3 separate regions of the Mus musculus genome follow, and regions 2 and 3 are each linked to region 1. Evidence: chromatin contacts called from public Hi-C and targeted proximity ligation data. All regions are on one chromosome and are shown on one strand. The core of a region is the stretch at or near the end of the contact, and the rest is flanking DNA. Distances in the headings are between cores, read along the strand shown. Region 1 overlaps Prune2 (prune homolog 2). Region 2 overlaps Gcnt1 (glucosaminyl (N-acetyl) transferase 1, core 2). Region 3 holds the start of Gcnt1 (glucosaminyl (N-acetyl) transferase 1, core 2).

Region 1 (2,977 bases), core at 98-2,597:
GGAGTATCTAAAGGATAGATTTTTAAAGCAACAATGTGGCCTACAGAAGCAAACATGCAAATGTGAACTTTCACATCTTGTTTTCTGTATGCAGGCTCAACTTAGTAAAAGATCTCAACCCACCCCATTCCTTAGTCAGCATACTGAGACAGGAAAGCAGCATGAACAAGCTGCCAACACAACGCTTTTTCTTAAAATGTTGTCTTAGTTATGGTTTCTATTGCTGTGAAGAGACACCATGAAGAAAAACATTTAACTGGGGCTTACACACCCAGTGGTTTAGTCCACTATCATCATGGAGGAAAGCATAGTAGCCCACAGGTAGACATGGTGTTAGAGCGGTAGCTGGGAATTCTACATTTGGATCAGCAGCAGGAAGCTGGAAGAGCAACTGAACCACTAGGCCTGGCCTGAGTGTCTGAGACCTCAAAGCCCATCCTTATGGTGACATAATTCCTCCAACAAAGCTACACCTACCCCAACAAAGCTACACCTCCTAGTAGCACCACTCCCTATGAGACTATGTGGGCCACTTTTATTCAGACCACTACAGATGCTATGTAACTTTACATACAGGCACTTACAACTGTGTGACATTCACAGACCATGTAACTCCCATGTCTCTGTGTTTTCATCGTCAGTGGGAGAAAGCAGTCTGTTTTACAGAGGAAACATGAACTTAGAGGAATTATCTCTAAAATACTTGGGATATATCCTATAAAATACAGTAAACATTATAAAATTGTCCATTTAGCAAAAAAAAAAAAAGTTATTGCCACTTTTGAAATACTTGAAAGTATTTGATAGTCAGGCTGGTAGTACACCTGAAATCTTATCACTTAACCTTGCCTAAAAAAAAAAACAAATCCCTAACTAGGATGAATGAATAAGAAACATCGTCCAGATTCTTATTCATTGCTTACCTGAAAATTCTGAAGACAGGGAGCTTTTTAAGCACTTACTTCATATACTAGGCTTAAATATATTTATATTCCAATCTTCCTATCCAGTGGTTATCCATGTCTGCTGTACAGAATACAGCTATTTACACAAACTCTGTGTTTTTGGTAGTTAATGTTTTGTCTTGCTTATTTATTTGTTTATAATCGTGTTTAGCTATGCACCTTTTGTTTGAAATCAAAGTGAATTTTGGAGTTCAGCATATAATAAAATCCAACTCTGTAGGTTTAAGACCTAGAACAACTGAGGTCATTAAATTGCCTCTTTCAACGTGACAATCTCAACTAAATAAAAGAGCCATGTCAGCAAGTGGCAGCTTTAATTACCAGCTAGCTCGGGCACCACCACTTTGCTTGACAGATTTACTATTTATAAATATAACGCTCAGATGTGGTGTGACAAAGCTCTCCACAGAGACAGCAGAGCAAAAGGCAAGGGGAGGGAGGGACCAGCCATAGCTGTCTTCAGTGTGATTTCAAGTCAGTAGATTAGCAAGAAGAGCTGGGACACCAGGGGACAGCTGGAATAGAAGGAGTGGGCGAGAGCAGATGGGTTGGATGGAGTATCTTGGGAAGACTGAGGTGGCAGAGATAAATGAATTCAAGGTATCTCTTACTTTATATTTGTGTATTTTTAACTGTAGGATCAAATATCCAGATTATTACACTCATCTTCCAACATCAGTAGATTCAGCCAACTTCAGAAATTAAATATTTTTTGGGGGGGATTACATCTGTACTGGATGTGCACAGAAGCTTTTCATTCTTATTATTTCCTCAAATATGCATTTCTGTCATATTATGTACTACGATTAATCTCGAGATGGTTTAAAGTATATGGAGGATGTATGTGGATTCTATACAAACGCATAGTACACGTGCAAGACTTGCACATCCTTAGATACTTGTCTCTGTATCTACTACAGACCACATGTATGCAGAAACCTACAGAAAACCATGACCAGGACAAAAACACAGCACAAACAGGAAGCCTTGGAGTAGTCCTGTACCTGCGTAAACTCTGTAAATCTAAGTGATTATGGATACCGTCCCTGTGGCTCAATGACATTGGGTTTAACTTGATGAATTTTTTCAATCATATTTTCCTATGAATTGGGATTTCCCATCTCTAAAAAGCCAGAGTGTCTTTTTATGGAAGTGTTTCTTTTCAAGTCTATATATTTTTTTTTTTCAGCGCAGGGTGGTGTTGTGGCTGAAAGTCTTTCACTGTGGTTTTCAACTCCAATTTCAGAGAAATTTAAGCTTTAAATGGAACTTAAAGCTTTAAGGGGAACCGGGGTGGCAATGCTGCTTTATGGTGCAAATGCTTGGTATTCATCTGCATTTCTGAACAAGCCAAATGTCGATTACAGGAGTCACCACGACTGTCAGTCCTAAATGTGGAGACTTCTCTTTGCCTTCCTTGTCTTTACCCTGACCTGCCCACTCCATCCTTCCTTCCTTCCTTCTGTACTGAAGAAACAGCTGAGAAGTCTCTGCCCTGAGAAAGCGTGCATTGTAGCGGGGGGAGGGGGGAGGATGGTTAGGGCGGGGAGGGGAATCCAGTAAATATATCAATCAGACAAGTAAGCAAATCACTAAGCAGCAGTTTCAATAAAGGAATTGCAGAAAATAAAGGAACCCTGGCATTGAGTGTGAGGGGGTGGGAGCACATGGGTGGGGAACATCGGGGACAGTACAAATCACAGAAGGCCCATCAAAGAGGTGGCACCTGTAAAGAGACTGAACTAGACATGCCTAATCAGGGTTCGAGGGGTCTGAGGAGGTGAGCACTCTAGACTGCAAGAGTTTGTATAAAGGGATTTGTAAACTCTGGTTTCTCCTCTCCAAACTTTGCAACCCAGATTCAAGTCCCTTTCTTTGTACATACAACCTCAGTTTTCCTACATTGTAGCATAGGGTAGAGATTTCACCAAAGGGTAATAGTTGCCAATGAGTAACTTCTGGGGGAATTAAACCTACTCTATCACACTCTAAACTGCCAATCATGGACAGCC
Region 2 (2,992 bases), core at 229-2,728, 150 kb before region 1:
TGTTTGTTCTACTAACCTATTGCTGTAGGAAAACCGCCTCGACTGCAGCCCCGTCTGTTTTATTCTTCATTCACACGCTCCAGGGTTCAGTTAAGACCATGGTGACAGTGATAGTCATCTGATGATTTATCCATTTGCTTCTGACACCTGTAACAACTGGAGCTGATGGCTGGGGTCCCACGCTCTGATTTCTTCCTTTTCTTCTTCTCATAGCATGGAATCCATTTTGAAAGAAGATTCTGGAGAAACTGCCCATTTTCCAAGGCAGCGGGATGGAAGCTGCATGTTCCTACATGGGCTGACATCGGTGCTCAGTATCATTCCTGCCAAACTCTATTGGTCAACATAGTCAATTGTGTGTGGGGGGGGGAGTTTGCAGGGATAACTGTGGGCTGACAAAGTCACTTATGGAAGACCATAGGATAGTACTGTTCTAGCAGCCTTCTGACAATATAATCTACCTCACAGTTTTTGTTTTCCAACTTTCCTTGTTTGTTTAAGGTTTGTGTGTGTGTGTGTGTGTGTGTGTGTGTGTGTGTGTGTGTGTGTATACCTCCTGCATGAGTCGTGGTGCATGTGTGGAGGTCAGCAGTTTTCTCCTCCCACCATGTGCCAGGGGACCAGGGATTGTCGAGCTTGGTAGTGCACACCTTTATCTGCCGTGTCTTCTCACTAACCCTATCATCTATTTATTTTTTGAGGAGAGAGGATGCTGACTGTAGTTTTCTGCTTCCTAAAGTCTTTTTCCTTTGAGGTGTTCACTGTTAAGAGAAATATTTTAAGTCTCATTGTCTATAAATCTAGATTTCCCAGTAAATAAACTGCCTTGCATTGGTAACCAAATTTCCAGGCACTGATAGGGCAAACACATGAGCTAGAATGAGATCTATTCCACGTGCTTGGGCCCCTCTGGCTTTTGCTGGGGAGCCTACACATCTTTCCTGAGGCACTTCTGCAAAAAGGAAACCTTGGATCTTGGCCAGGCTTGAGATCGAAGTGTTTTATAAACAGCTTCCAAACCTCTTGAAAGGTGCACCAGCCTCCACCAATCCCTGAACCTTTTGAAGACCCATAGCGTAAATATTGCTCGTCCTTTCTGTCTGCTGTGGCTGGGATTCACCCCGGCATGGTATATTTGTTATAACTAATATAACTCCACCCCCACCCTTTTCTTCAACACTGAGGATTAAACCCGCGCCTCATGGATACCGGACAAGTGCTCAACTGGTGAGCTTGCACCCTGATGCTGATCATCCCCAGGGGTTGTGTAATGTCTCTTAGCCACAATGACATGGGGAAATGTCTCTGGTTGTTAACAAGGCGCACTTACTTGTCCTCCCCACTTCTTCCACACCTCTGACAAATATTGATCTTAGTACTCTCTCTAAAGTTTTTTTCTTTTCCAGAACACCAAGCACTTGGCATGACTCAGTTTGTAATCTCTTCCAAGTGGTTTCTTTCTGTGGCGCTGAGATAACCAACTTCCTTTAGTCAATCCGTCATGTGTCGCTGTTGCGTGTATGTTAGCCAGCAAGTGAGGCTGGCTCTCTGAGGAGGCGCCTCCTGTGAATGCACTCTTAGAACATCTTCTTTGTTCCCAGCCAACACTTGCTAAGCATGTCCAGAAGTGCTCCGGCCACCACTGTTGTCTCCATGACCTTACACTGAGCCTAGGAATGATCCCACCCAAACATCAGTTGTATAGGCTCCCTGCTTAAGACGCTCACACTGTGGGAACTATTGCTGAGCTCAGCTTAACTGTGACAGGAACGTCCTCTCCAGGTCTTTATGTCTTGGCTGTGCGTATTTCCACTTTACAGTCTCTGAGCTGTGAACTCATTGCTCTTAGTTATGGTATACCTCAGTATGTTTATCTATTTACTTACCGAAGCACAGCGTATGTCCAAATTTTGGCAATTTTGAATACAGCTTTTCGATCATTATTAAACATTTCTTTCCATGTCCTTCTTTCTTTGTTCTTTTCTTCTGGGAGTCCCCTACCCACATTTCCAGACACTTGCTTTTCATGTTGTCACTTGGGTCTCATAGACTCACTGTGCCATGCTTTTTTTTACTGCCAGTCTCAATGTCTCAATTTGGTTAGCTATCTCATAATTTTGTTTAATTCTTAAGTTGTTTGAATGGATGTATAGTAGTTATTTAGTCTGTTTTGTTTGAATGGATGTATAGTAGTTATTTAGTCTGTTTTGTTTGAATGGATGGATAGTAGTTAGTCGCTTAAGACAAGTGCCTAATTGCTTTTGGGGATAGGATTGACCATTTTCCCCCTATGTATGGGGCAAAGTTTTGGGTTTCTTTTCATGTCTTGTGTTTGTTGTTGTAGCTGTGCATTTTGTGATATAGTGTTGACTCTGGAAATCGGATTTATTTAGTGCCTTTTTTTTTGAAAGAGGTTCGTATTGTTGTGAGAAGCCACTCAAGTCTCTAATCAGCTCTGTAATCCCAGCACCCTAGAGACAAAGGCTGGAGGATTACAGATTCACAGGACTTGGTTGCACAGTGAGACTTTGCCTCAGAAAGAGAAAAGGAAAGGGGGAAGTCTCTGTCCAGTTAACTTCCTGATCTGCTAATGACTGCTCTTTTTCTTCTTCCCGAAACTAAAAAGGGGCAAGGGTTACTTAGAGGAATATTGGTTATTGTTGATATTTTTAAGTTAATATTTATTTTATCTTTAGTTATGTCTATTGTGTATGGTTGTGTGTGAATATGGAGCCTGACCCAGTTGGCATGGTTGCTGGGAACCAAACAAATCAGCTGGAAGAGCAGCAAGCCATCTCTCAAGGCACCCCCACCCCCACCCCATTGTTGATATGTTAGTAGTACAATCTTCAAGTATTGGTAATGACGTGAACAGCCTACTCACCTGTGAGGTTGTTGCTGACATGTTGGTGAGCATGGGAGCCTTCATAGAGAGGACAAAGTGGGTGGGATTTTCCAGTTAGATTAGCCGGTTAATCTCTTCCCTAGCACT
Region 3 (3,261 bases), core at 161-2,660, 180 kb before region 1:
ATGTCACATCCTGACATTCCGTGTGCATGACAAAATAAATCATAAACCTCATGTGGGAAAGGGCTCATGTCCTTTCTCTGTTCTAGACCTAACACATAATCCACTATAAAAGGAGCTGGAAGTGTGGCTGGTCTTCTAGATGATCCCAGTTCAATTTCTACCACCCGCAGGGAGACTCACAGCCATCTGTAACTCCAGTTTGAGAGGACCAATGGCCTCAGAGGGCACTGTATGCATGTGATGAACATACAGACACACAACACATCCATGCACATAAAATAATAATGGAATTAAACTTAGAATGCATTATAACATTACTTTTCTGCATAAAATTAGAGCAAGAGAGCGAAAACTGTCACTGGAGGGGAAATCTCTTAAGGAAAGGGTCGAGGTTGAAGGAAGGAATCATTAACTCCCAGTTCATTGTTTCTGCAGGTGGCCAGAGCTGATGTTGCTTTCCCCTGGAAGACTCCAGGGAAAGGGGGAGGGGCAGGGAACAGGGACAAGGCAAACAAAGCAATCTTCCAAGAGTCAACCCCTAGAATAGAAGAGAGGAAGGGGCCAAGCTTAGCAGAAAGGACACATGGGGCTGGAGTTGGCATGAACTGGGGTGTTATTGTTCCACTCAGTAGACACCACTATCTCCTGTTCTGTTCTGTTGCGGGCAGTCCTTGGGGCAACCTCTTCAGATCTACAGCCCAAGAGGGTGAATTTCACAGATTGGTGCTTCCAAGACAGCTCAGCCTTGCTTTCTACACTCCCACGGATAATGTCTTCTATCCTTGAGGGGCACTAAGCATGCTCACCTGAGACCCACATGCTTGCAAACTTGTAGTTTCTCTAATCTGTATATTTGTGTATTGTTTACTATGTAAAGCATAACGTGTAAAGTGAGTTAGTACTACGAATTAAAGTGCGAAAGAGGAACCAGCTTTCAAGTAAAATCAGGATTACTTGGCAAGCTGCAACCAAAAAACTGACATTGCTTGTGAATATATTGGTTATTCAATAAATTCTGACATTCTGGTAACACAAAATGAGATACAAGGTTTATCTAGAAAATGATAAGGCATGGGCGACTCTAAAGTTGATGCAGTATAAACACGTTGGGCATTTTAACTTTTTACTTATTTTTAAGATCAGACAGGACAACAGTTGGCACATTTCCTGCTTCAGAGGAAGAAGACATAAAAGTTCTTAAAAGATCCCATCCAGGTAGCTTGTCCTTGGCCCAGAGAACCAAGAATTCTTAGGAAGCAAGAGGAAGTTTGGATTCTAGTTTTCTTCCCGGACAACTGCAACTCCCAGAGGGCGCCCTCACCTCGAGCGGTGGCCGCAGGTGGGCGAAGTGGAACCGGGGGCGTGGTCTTAAGGGTGGGCCTGGGGGCGTGGTCTCGAGGGTGGGTCCTAGGGCGTGGCGCTGGCTCGGAGGTCTGGAGCGCAGAAGGCTGAGCGCGCCAGTATCCGCTTGGCGAGCCGATCCAGCACTGTTTCGTGCGCCCTGCAGGCACAGGCTCCAGGTAACCTAGGCTGGGCCAGCGGTGGGGTTGCCCGGCAGAGTTGGACAGCACCGAACCGGATCTAACGGGCGGGACGGGCTGCACCAAGGAGGCAGTGGTGCTGGAGCAGGGAGAGGGCGCTTGGTTCGGGAACCCGGCTAGGATGGAGCAGGAGTCCTCTTAGCACTCTCCTTCCGGTCCTTCGGTGGGACGCGGATACACACGTGGCATCTAGAAGTCACTTTCTGACCACTCTTTCCCGGACTGGTGCAATGAGTGAGGGCTTAGAAATCAGGGTTGGTTGCAGGCATGAAAAGTAGAGACGAACGGTGTCTTGGGCGCCAAAGACTTAAACTTCGTAAGGCCACAGGCCAGTGTAGAGACGTTTGTGACTCCCTGTTAGAGCGCCGACCGAGAAGCCGACGCTGGGGCAGAGAATGACTACTTTAGGGTGATTGCAAACAGACTGGCCAGTTTGGGGTCCAAGCAGTCGCCGCTCTTCCTCTTGCCTTGGGCTGCAGGTCTGTTACAAAAACGGGTAATTCTTCTTAGACATGTTAGTTCTTTAGTTTTTGCTTTTTCTTGGGTTATTACTTTTTCTTTTCTTTTTTTTTTCTGCCTTCCTCCCTCCCTCCTTCATTCCTTCTCTCTTTCATGTGGCTTCGAACTCAAAGAGATCTTCCTGCTTCTGTCTACCAAGGTTAAAGATGAGCGCCATCACACCTCAAGAGTGAGAAGAAGTCCATCTCATGCGCATAGCTGCTCCCAGTCTTAGTTCTTTCAGTGCAGAATAAAAAAATGCAACCCCTTTCCCCGTGCAACTGTGGAGGATCCTCCAGTGGAGGATCCGAGCTTGGCTCTGCAAAAAAAAACAAGTGTCAGCTTGGTGTGTACTCTTTATCTTTCCTTTTCGCTGCAGAAGAGAACTGCTTTGTTACAAATAATGGAGCTAGAGGCAAACTGGTAGGTAGGAGGTAGTGTTCAGAGAGAGCACTGGTGCGTTGACTTGAGAAGGAGGGTGGGTGGGGCTGTGACCTGAATTTGGTGAGTGGTGGTGGGGGAGCAATATGATTTCTTCCTCTGGCCTGCTGCCCCTATTTAGAGCTGTTCTGAAAGGCGGGTTTGTCTTCTGGAAAGGAAGAGGAGGGGTAGACAGTTTTGTTTTGTTTTGTTTTGTTTTAAAGATCAGAGTAAATTATCTGTTAGTAGACAGGGACCCCTCTGCAGAGGATTGGAAGAAGGTTTCAGTTCTGGAAAGATGGAAAGCTACAGGTATCTCTGCTTTCCTTTTTCCTTCCTTCTTCCTTCTTTCCTTCCTTCCATCTTCCTTTCTTTTTCAGGTTTTAAAGGGAGGAAATCTAGCTTTCTTAGCAATGGCTAATTAGGAAATTAGGTGGTAGGAAAAAAAGTTAGTACTGTTGGAAAGTCTTTCCTGAATGTCAGAGGCAGTTTTCTGTTAGTTGGTTGGAGACAGGTTCTCACTGTGCAGCTCAGGCTGTCATCAGAGTCTGGATCGGCTTCCTGAGTGCTGGAATTTCAGGCATATGTAGCACACCTGCTGTTTGCTACGGACTGTGTAGTATTTCAGCTGCACTGAGTAATGCAGCCTTGTGTATGGACAGATAAGGATCCCTGGGTCTATTTTTAGTATTCATATTAACAAATGAGCAATGTGCTTACAGTTCTCGGTCAGGACGTCAAATACCCAACTCTGCTGGAAAGGGTGTTTGTTCCTAGGTGACTGTTGTAAATCAGGTGTGGT

What was found. Hi-C and Micro-C count contacts between places; a contact is called where the count stands out from the background.
Region 2: a Hi-C map of bone marrow-derived macrophages shows a contact between it and region 1, with 39 read pairs. A contact is called at or near these places in 1 of 39 promoter capture datasets (macrophages), 2 of 484 Hi-C or Micro-C datasets (bone marrow-derived macrophages and nephron progenitors), 4 of 130 datasets of targeted methods (the HPC-7 cell line, acute myeloid leukemia, bone marrow-derived macrophages and 1 more) and 4 of 9 other capture datasets (adipose tissue, liver, macrophages and 1 more).
Region 3: a targeted proximity ligation map of bone marrow-derived macrophages shows a contact between it and region 1, with 3 times the contacts expected there. A contact is called at or near these places in 1 of 39 promoter capture datasets (macrophages), 7 of 484 Hi-C or Micro-C datasets (DN3 thymocytes, the G1E-ER4 cell line, bone marrow-derived macrophages and 4 more), 15 of 130 datasets of targeted methods (the HPC-7 cell line, bone marrow-derived macrophages, differentiating embryonic stem cells and 10 more) and 2 of 9 other capture datasets (adipose tissue and liver).

What each region holds. Positions count from the first base shown.
Region 1 is chr19:17,179,126-17,182,102 of GRCm38.p6, reverse strand. The region is part of intron 11 of Prune2 (prune homolog 2); the gene reads right to left. Among named protein-coding and RNA genes, the nearest start is that of Gcnt1, 180 kb to the left of the region's middle.
Region 2 is chr19:17,333,562-17,336,553 of GRCm38.p6, reverse strand. All of the region lies in intron 1 of Gcnt1 (glucosaminyl (N-acetyl) transferase 1, core 2), which reads left to right. Among named protein-coding and RNA genes, the nearest start is that of Gcnt1, 22 kb to the left of the region's middle.
Region 3 is chr19:17,354,816-17,358,076 of GRCm38.p6, reverse strand. It overlaps Gcnt1 (glucosaminyl (N-acetyl) transferase 1, core 2), which reads left to right and starts at 1,410. Exons shown (of 3, transcript NM_173442.5): 1 at 1,410-1,520.